Linked DNA regions of Mus musculus: all the other regions are linked to region 3. Evidence: chromatin contacts called from public HiChIP or PLAC-seq and promoter capture Hi-C data. All regions are on one chromosome and are shown on one strand. The core of a region is the stretch at or near the end of the contact, and the rest is flanking DNA. Distances in the headings are between cores, read along the strand shown.

The links. Promoter capture Hi-C pulls out the DNA fragments that hold promoters and counts their contacts. HiChIP or PLAC-seq counts read pairs in DNA pulled down with a chosen protein or histone mark.
Region 1: an H3K4me3 HiChIP or PLAC-seq map of bone marrow-derived macrophages shows a contact between it and region 3, with 3 times the contacts expected there. The contact joins the enhancer-like site here to the promoter of Dock4 in region 3. A contact is called at or near these places in 9 of 39 promoter capture datasets (the 3T3-L1 cell line, 3T3-L1-derived adipocytes, the HPC-7 cell line and 4 more), 1 of 15 datasets of contacts at CTCF or cohesin (large pre-B cells), 5 of 484 Hi-C or Micro-C datasets (the N1E-115 cell line, bone marrow-derived macrophages, cerebral cortex and 2 more), 11 of 115 datasets of contacts at active chromatin or transcription factors (bone marrow-derived macrophages, cardiomyocytes, embryonic forebrain and 6 more) and 2 of 9 other capture datasets (adipose tissue and macrophages).
Region 2: a promoter capture Hi-C map of liver shows a contact between it and region 3. The contact joins the enhancer-like site here to the promoter of Dock4 in region 3. A contact is called at or near these places in 5 of 39 promoter capture datasets (cranial neural crest, hippocampal neurons, liver and 1 more), 3 of 484 Hi-C or Micro-C datasets (bone marrow-derived macrophages and cortical neurons), 8 of 115 datasets of contacts at active chromatin or transcription factors (bone marrow-derived macrophages, embryonic hindbrain, embryonic midbrain and 5 more) and 3 of 9 other capture datasets (adipose tissue, liver and macrophages).

Annotation. Positions count from the first base shown.
Region 1 is chr12:40,635,859-40,638,697 of GRCm38.p6, forward strand. It overlaps Dock4 (dedicator of cytokinesis 4), which reads left to right. Exons shown (of 53, transcript NM_172803.2): 6 at 225-373. Among named protein-coding and RNA genes, the nearest start is that of Dock4, 190 kb to the left of the region's middle. Within about 2 kb of position 1,458, at least 5 of the 459 cell types and tissues checked have an H3K27ac peak or open chromatin away from gene starts, as enhancers often do. A contact at or near this core is called in bone marrow-derived macrophages and microglia, where this site is marked.
Region 2 is chr12:40,595,961-40,598,675 of GRCm38.p6, forward strand. The region is part of intron 1 of Dock4 (dedicator of cytokinesis 4); the gene reads left to right. Among named protein-coding and RNA genes, the nearest start is that of Dock4, 150 kb to the left of the region's middle. Within about 2 kb of position 1,356, at least 14 of the 459 cell types and tissues checked have an H3K27ac peak or open chromatin away from gene starts, as enhancers often do. A contact at or near this core is called in hepatocytes and liver, where this site is marked.
Region 3 is chr12:40,444,461-40,447,446 of GRCm38.p6, forward strand. Dock4 (dedicator of cytokinesis 4) reads left to right here and starts at 1,593. Exons shown (of 53, transcript NM_172803.2): 1 at 1,593-1,934. The coding sequence starts at 1,898. It overlaps Zfp277 (zinc finger protein 277), which reads right to left and starts at 1,330. Exons shown (of 12, transcript NM_178845.3): 1 at 1,206-1,330. The coding sequence starts at 1,299. Gm40406 (a long non-coding RNA gene) reads right to left here and starts at 1,199. Exons shown (of 2, transcript XR_872699.3): 1 at 1-1,199.

The sequences.
Region 1 (2,839 bases), core at 208-2,707, 190 kb after region 3:
AGGACCATTGCATCTGTCCATGTTGGCAGTTGAGACATCATGTTGGTTTGGACAGGAGAGCGGTATTGTGGGACTTGAGTGAAAAACGTAGAACTGCAAATGGACAAGGAAATGGGAAAGCTTTATTGGTGGAGAAGCCCTCTACTCTGTGGCAAGCACTTGGTCCCCCTCTTGGTCAAGCAAGAGGACTGACTGCCAAATCTCTGTGCTTCCATATGCCTTAGAGAAATGAAGGGGATCTCTTCCATCGCCTGTGGCACATCATGAATGAAATCCTCGATCTGCGACGGCAGGTGCTAGTTGGCCATCTCACCCATGACAGGATGAAGGATGTGAAGCGCCACATTACTGCCCGACTGGATTGGGGAAATGAGTGAGTACTGACAATGACAGGATGCTAGAAGGAGCCTAGATGTGACACCAGTTAAGCTAGGATGTGCTGAGTCCATTGGGAGAACTCCATCAAGGATGGAGCCAAAAAGCCACATCCATGGCTCTGGTGTGAGCACTGCCATCTTTTTTTTTTTTTTCTTTCTAATACCCTGTAGTATAACAGTATACAGGTTGTTACAATAAATATAATAATCATAGAGATTATTGATTAGATATGTTTTCTGACTAAAATGTTTTTTCTTCTTCTGTAGTCATTAGTTTTGAGACATGTATTTGATTTTATCGTATAACTCCTCTATATCATAGTGTAATCCAGAGGGAAACATTCATCTTACCAGTGACTGCTAAATGTCTTAGGACAAGTGCGCAGCTGTGAGACATTCTGGGAGGCATAATGGCCACTCTTCAAAGAGCTGTTAAGGAGGGCTCATGTAAAGGCTGCCAGTAACTGAGATCTACTCTTAAATAAAAATGTGGAGGACTTATTTAAAAATATCAGCCAAGCACTTAAGTAGGAAGTCTAGTTACTGGAAACTCCAAGCAAGGCTAATACTCTACAAAGTATGAATATTGATATATGAGTGGCTAACTAGAATAAACCAGCTTTGGCCCTGCTCCCCTCAGCCTTCCCTTTGATTGTATCAAGCTCCCATTTGCTAGTTGACCTTTAGTGGATCTCAGTACAGGATTTTGAGGAAAATGAGAAGGAATGTGGGACATAAAAGGAGAACACACCAGCAAGGAAACCATGAATAACTTACCTCTTTCTGGATCTGGAGAACACATTGGGCATACTGGTGGGTTGGATTTGCAGCATTTGGTTGGGTTTCTTCTTTGTGCGTGCAGTAGTCCTGAGAGACACAGCTTTCAAGGTGATCAGAATCTGACTGCATGTGCCCCTTATTATTTTGTGTGGTTGGTTAATTTATGTATTTATTTGTTTGTTTGTTTGTTTTGTTTTTATTTTTCTCCCTTGAGAAAGTTTCTCTATGTAGCCTGGTTTGTCCTGGACACACTCTGTAGACTAGGCTGGCCTCAAACTCAGAGATCTTCTTGCCTCTGCCTCCCAAATGCTGGGATTGGAGGTGTGTGAGACCATGCCCAGATCAGTTGCTCTTTATTCTTATTTTTAAAAGCCTTTGACTTTTTACCTAGTTACAGTTGGTTACTATTCCAGTCCTCGTTTAAATGAGGATTGGTTTGTTAATCGGGATGTTGGATCAAATTAGATTATCAAAAGTCACAAGGAAACATGGAATAAACTGAAAAACAAAGGAACAGACAACAACAAACAACCCTTTTCAGTTGGAAGAAGGAAAACAGAAGAAAGGGGAAGTGGAAGAAAACTGTGAGTCAGGGCTGTGCTGAGGCTATTTTTGACTTACACAAATTCTAGCTTATGCTCCATGCAGTTCTATGGCTAAGTTAAGGTAAGTTGGTAAAAAAAAAAAAAAAAAATGATATATGAAAATGAACAGCACAATTTAAACCATCCTTGAGCTCATGAATTTTCCCAAGCTCTTACTTCAGTTTCTTTAAATTTTATTGGCAATTTACTTAAGAACAATTTACAGCATAGAAATTATAGATTTGCCATATTCCTTTTAGGATAAATCCATCCCCTCATTAAAGATTGCTAAGTGGAAGGCAAATTAAGTTAACTCCTTTGCCTATTAAACTCGGTCATGTTGTCCTGGGAAATGATCTGTCACCTCATAAATCTCTTATCGATATAGGAAACATAAATTGAGAATGTGTTCAGTGTCAGATTGCATATCAGACTACTGAAGCGCAGTGGAAGGGCGTTCTTTGGGTTTGGGGAGCTTACATGAAGTAGGAAGGGAGCCATCTTGTTCTCTAACAGAATCAGTAGAAAATGATTTCTCTTCTGAAATCCCAGGAAGAATTAAAGTGATGATACAGAGTTCTGTCACCCATTGAGTCCATGATGGCCTCTGAATTCCTGTTGAGAGTACATGGAAGGGCTAAGAGCTTCATCCTTTTTTTCTGGTGTCACAGAGTATTTTAGTGGCAAGGCTAATATAAAATTTGTCCCTTTTTGCCTGGCTCCTGGCTTCCCATGTATTCTTGCTCCATCTGTTTTCTCTAAGCCTTGCCTACTTTTTTTCATATTCTTATTAAAGCACTATTCTGATTCTAGTCAAACAGTGGCTTATTCACTATTAGACTGTACCTATTAACCGACAGCAATAAGTAGCAACAGGTAAGATGCTTTTTCCACATTTATGAGAAGCTAGCAGCAACTGGTGACTCAGGCCATTCAGAGAACAGAAGCTTTGAATACTATTTCTTTCCATAAAAGCTCAGGAATGGCCTGAGGCTCACTGCTGGAGTTCATCTTGACTTACTTTTGTAGTGCTAGAGGTGCTTGGCCCTTCACAGATCTTTTCTTTCTAATGTTATTAGAGGGGAATCTAAATTCTCA
Region 2 (2,715 bases), core at 106-2,605, 150 kb after region 3:
TTTTGTCAGGAGATATTTTAATGGCATGTTCACCTGACTTTAATTCTGGTGTGTCAGCATTTCTCATAAATCTGTATTTCTCAGGCATTAATCTAATAGTTTTAAGAATATCCTTCAGTGGAGCCAGCAAGCATCCGATAGCAATGAGATTAATTTGAGGAGGCTGGAAGTGATGAAAGGGAGACAGTTCATAAATGGCACGCAATGTGGATGAGCTGGAGGGAAGAGGCTCCTGCCACGTGAAGGCCAGGGCGCCTGACACAGCCTGAGAGATTAGTCAGGCTGGGTTTGCTTTCATTTCCTGCACAGTTATAGGATGACGTGACTTGTCTATATCAATATCAAGAAAGTTTTCATTAGGAAGAGCGGGAAGTTAAGTAAAGGGAGGGAGAAGAGGAAGGGAAGGGACAAAGGAAAAGAAGGCAAAGAACGCTGGAAGCAGTAAGAGAGCCAGCAGAATTAAATTTCCTCAGTCATTCATCTTAGATAAGTGAACAAATGCTGCCCCGCTCCATGGCTTTGCATGATAGACACAAAATCCAACGACGAAGCAAAGAATGGCTCCTCTGAATCAGCAATGGACGGTGATGAAGGCCACTGTCACTGCTGAGAGCCTGGATCATCACCCACTTCAGCACCCTCAGATCTAGTGTTCTTCCTGTTTGCTTTGCCTTGGTTGCTGATGTCTCAATCCTTTGACCTAGTTATTGATTGATGATGGCCATGGTTTCATACCGCTCCTACTGATAGCAAAATGTTCCTGCTATTTCTCTTCTTCTCCACAATGGTAAAATGAGTGCAGAAGGTAGGTGGGCATGCATTCGCCAAATAAAATGCAAGCTGTAGGAGAATATAGATGGGAGACTTCTGGCTTAGAAGGCATTAGAAGGGCCGGGATTGAAACTCAGTAATAGAGCACTACACTAGCTTGCATTCACCCCAAGATAAAAAACAAGCACCTTTAAAAAAAAGGAATTAGGGTTCATTCCCTACACACATTGCATCTCTGAGTATTTGCCATGAAGTGTGTTCAATACTTCACAAAGGGCAGACAGCAAAATTCGAGCTGGTTTTTAAAAGGTTGAGTAGGTAGAAATTTACAGAGCTGACTCTTTGCTGCTGCAGTTGTTGAGTCTGGGGTTCCCTATCCCTCAGAGCTCTTTTCATCCCCAGCCAGTACTGTCTGCCTGCCTAGGTTTTCCTGTGTCTGAGAGCTCAGAGCCTTAGAGGGTGGAATATCTTTCCTCCTCAGTCATGCTAAAGTTTCAAAGAACAATCTATTTAGACTTTGCTCAATTGCCCAGCTGGAAAAGGTATAAAACGCAGAGGGTGCTTCTCCCAAACTCCAGCCAATAAATAACAAGTTGTGTTCACTCCTGTGCTTGGTACAGCCAGGGCCAGCGTTTGTATCAGAGACAGGCATGCCAGCAGCACAGTTTTCTTTATTATGCTCTTTGTTGGTGATGTTGGTTTGGGGACAGGGGATGGAACTCAAGGCCTCTGCATGCTATGCCAGCTCTATGTTACTCATCTCCATCGTTAACCTTTAAAAAATTGATAGTTTAAAATAGTTGCCCCTGTGTTATGGCCTGGGTTGGCCTGGAACTCACTCTAGCCCAGAGAGGCTTTGAATTTGCAATCTTCCTGCTTCTGCCTTCCTATAGCTAGGATTATAGCAATGTGCCACTAGGCTTAGCTCCAGTTCTGGACACAGGTAAGGAGTTTTCTGCAAATAAAATGCTTCTTAACTACTTTGAATATGCAAATTCAAGTCCTTTTGAACCAGAAAGTCATATTTGCAATAACTTAAATATCCCAATCTTCCCTGAACTATTATAGCTATTTAATTGTCACAAGTGATACTGTTTCACCTCAGCCATGTTTTCACAAGTAATTTCTCTCTGGGAGGCATCAGTAGTTTACCCTTCTCTTTCTAAGGATTAAGTGAGATCAGCCGGGTTCCCATGAAAATCGCCTCTCTCAACACAAGCAAACCACCCAGTGAGTGCAATCATCCTCTCCATTGACACAGCTGTCTGTTGGAACTAATGCATTTTCACATCAGTGCAAGAGGACTGCTGCCTGACATTTCGGATTATCTAGCTAAAGTGACAAGGTCTGCTATTCAAACTAGCACAGAAATTCAATGGTTAATAAAAGTTCTTATCCCGTGTCAGTGCAACTTAGCAAAAGATGTTACAAACACCACTTGTTTGTTGGTCCTGGGCTCAGAACGAATAGTGACATGTTATGAGTTATTTTTCTCCACTTATTTTTGTCTCTCAAAACTGTTCATGGTTTTCATGTTTACAAAGCAGCTCCTATCCAGGGCCTGTATGTAAAAGAAACGATTCTATGTTACATAGCTTGAAAAGTTAAAAATGTTTTCTAGCTCTAGTAGCATCCGTCTGTACCCAGCTACTGGGGGCCAGTGCTCCTTTCTCTTATGGTCAAGTGGCTCAGATGGATTAGAGTGGCACTGAGGTTGTTGGGATGCACGCTGAAGAAGTGGAACTCATCAGGTACTGTGGGCGCATTAGTTACTTTTTGCTATGGACAAATACGCGACGGGTACCTTACATACCATTTATTTTTGGCTCATTGTTTAAAGAGATGCAGGCAATCTCTTTAATACACTGGCTAAAGCTTGAGGTAGCTGAGGGATGGATGCTAGGCCTCAGCTTCCTTTCTATTCCCCCTTCGGTTCAGCCTAGG
Region 3 (2,986 bases), core at 343-2,842:
CCGGGCAGTGGCGGCGCACGCCTTTAATCCTAGCATTTGGGAGGCAGAGGCAGGCGGGTTTCTGAGTTCGAGGCCAGCCTGGTTTAGAGTGAGTTTCAGGTCAGCCAGAGCTACACAGAGAAACTCTGTCTCTAAAAACCAAAACTAACCAACCAACCAACCAAAACCCCCACAAAAACAAAAACCATAAACAACGCCCCCCCCCCCCGCCAAATTATTAAAGCTTCCAACTTTATATCTTAAAATGTGGAATTTTGGTGATCTGGAAAAACATAAGTACGGGATATATGGCAAACCCATTGATAGGAATCTCACTCATGGAAAGTGGGAAGAAATTGCACTTTTATTTCCCTGCTACTGAGATAAAAAGCTGTGAAGGTTAAATGGAAAAAACATCAACAAGGACTGAGAACCCAAATTAACCCCCAAAATTAACACTTAAACAAAATGGGTGGGGAGTGGAGCGCGACCAAAAGAAAAGGTAGTCTATGATGAAAGTTTGACTTTTGGTCTCTACAGTGGAACTGAAGAAAGCAGCAAAGTCAGGTTGATACAAAGTAGCTGTGATGAATTTTAAAACCCTATTTTAAATATTCTGTGAGGGCTGGAGTGAATTTAATTCTCTTTTCTCTTTCTCTTAGAATGTAACATCTCCCAGGCTACAGGGCCAAATGATACCTGAGACACACACATCCTTTCCTTTTGAAGAGGACTACAACCTGCAACCAGCAAATAAGTATTAGAGAGCCGTGACGTGACTAGTCTCCAACTTGGAAACCGGTCCCAAACTACATAAAACACCTTCCCAGAGCCAAATTCAGCAAACCGGGGAGAGCGAGGGCTACAAGTCAGGAAATAGCGGCTAATCACAGCTTTACAGTCACACGTGTGCAACCCAGACCTGACCCACACCCACTTGGCGGCAAGTGCAAAGCACAGAATTCCAAACCGGAAGACAGCAAAGGAGCTTTCTCAGAGGCCGGGAAGGCAGCTCTTCACATTTTCTGCTCCCACCCCAAAACAGCTTCAGCCTGGCAACCTCCGTCTGCCCAACCCATATCTCTGGGTCCCGCCCGCGGCTTTTTCCCTGGCACCAAGGTGGTCTCCCAGCCGACCAGCTTCAAAGGTTTGAGCGGCTGCCAGCTGCACCTCGGGCACAGAAGAAGGAAGACAGATCACCCGCGCCTAAGGGACAGCACACTCACCTTCATGATCTGTGTGTCCGATTCCGCCGCGGACCCCGCGGACCCCAGCCTCCCGGGGGTCCACAGGAAGCCCCTGGACCTCACTAGCAGCCATTACCTGGCACAGTAGAAAGGGGCGGGCCGTAGGCGGGGCGGAGCGGTGATACACCAATAAAAACGCGCCTGGGGTCGCATGCCGCCTCACTGAGGGAGTTCCTACACGCCTATGCTGTGCCGTCACATTTTGGACCAATCGATTGTGGCGAGCCTAACTAGGTGCCCCGCCCCCAACCGCTGTAGTCCCGCCTCCTTCCGGAGCCGGGAGCGTAAGAACTACAACTTCCAGCATGCCGCGAGGCAGTGGGTAGGCAGCGCTGGACGGGCGCTGACGGGCGGGGGTGCGCCCGCGAGTGCCCCGGCGTGTTCGCTTAGTTCAGTGAATCAGAACAATGACTGCGCCGCCGGGTCCCCGGGAGCGCGTCGCAGGGCTGTGAGCAGCCGCGGCCGGCAGAGCGGCGGGCGGCTCCGCCTCGGCGGTGTAGTGTCAGTGCCGGCTCCGGAGCCCCGGGAGCAGACCCTGCCCAGCGCCGCAGCCCGCGCGATCCGCTGTGCTCCAGCGACACAGCTGCTCTTCGGGAGCGGTGCATTGTTGTGAGCCACTGGAGGGGCGCGGGGATTGCACAGCCCGGAGCCCCTCAACGCCCTTCATAGCCATGTGGATACCTACGGAGCACGAGAAATACGGCGTGGGTGAGTGCTCGCGGGCGAACTTTTACCACGCTCTGGTCCTTGCCCCCACGCAGCTCGCTCCGCTCCAGGCTGCAAATGCCAGGTCTTGGCATTGCACAGCGGGTCCCGGGCTTGGCCGCACCGGCCTCCGGCTGAGGGGCGAGCACTGGGGGGCTCGCTCCTCACCGTGCACTCGGCGCTCCTCGAACCCGATCCCAGAACGTCCGGACTGCCGCTCCGGTCTCTGCTGGCTGGCGGAGTTTGGAGCGGCCGCGGGGCGTGTTGCGTGTCAAGTTGGAAGGGGAAGCCAACAGGGTTTCTCTCCCTTCTACCCCTGCTGGCCCACAGCGGCAGAGAGCTGGCAGTGGGCTGCTAAGATTTCCCGGGGTGATGAGGGAGACCAGGAACCGGCTGCTAGAATACTCCCAAACAGTAGGGAGGCGCGAAGTCCCTGCGGCTGGGGTCGGCATTCCCAGAGTGCAGAGTGTAGCCCCTGTGACAGACGGAGTCGGGACGTAGCCTCCTTCCTCCCTCGCCTCCCGGGTGTTTGGGGTGTGTGTTGCGAGCAGGGGGGTTGGTAAATTTCAACATCTGTGCTCCTGCGCTCTTTGGTCCTTGGAGGGGAACCGAGATTTTGGCAGGGTTTTTACTTCTGGCCACCTTCTCTACCAGGGAATGAGCGCAGTGGGGGTCATAGAGGCCGGCTGGAAAGTGACGAGGGAGAGGAGGGTCAGAAAGCCTGGCTCTTAGAGGCTGGCAGGCAGCTTTAGGAGAGGACTACCCTGGCACTGATTTGAGAGAAAAAGGAACAGGATAGCATTCACTGTTCTGTGCAAAGGTGAACAACAAAGACCATTAATGTTGACTGATGAATACAGGAGGCTCCCTTCCCTTCCCTCCTCCCTTGTCGGTAGGATTACAGTTCCCGTTTTTGTTGTTTGATTTCAGCTGGGTACCCCCCTCCCCCTTTGACAGTCACTCCTTTTAGGGTTGAGACTATTAAGAAGCCAGGCTCACTGACAAGCCCGAATTGGCCAAATGCAATTATAACCTCCCAGAAGGTCTAACAGAAA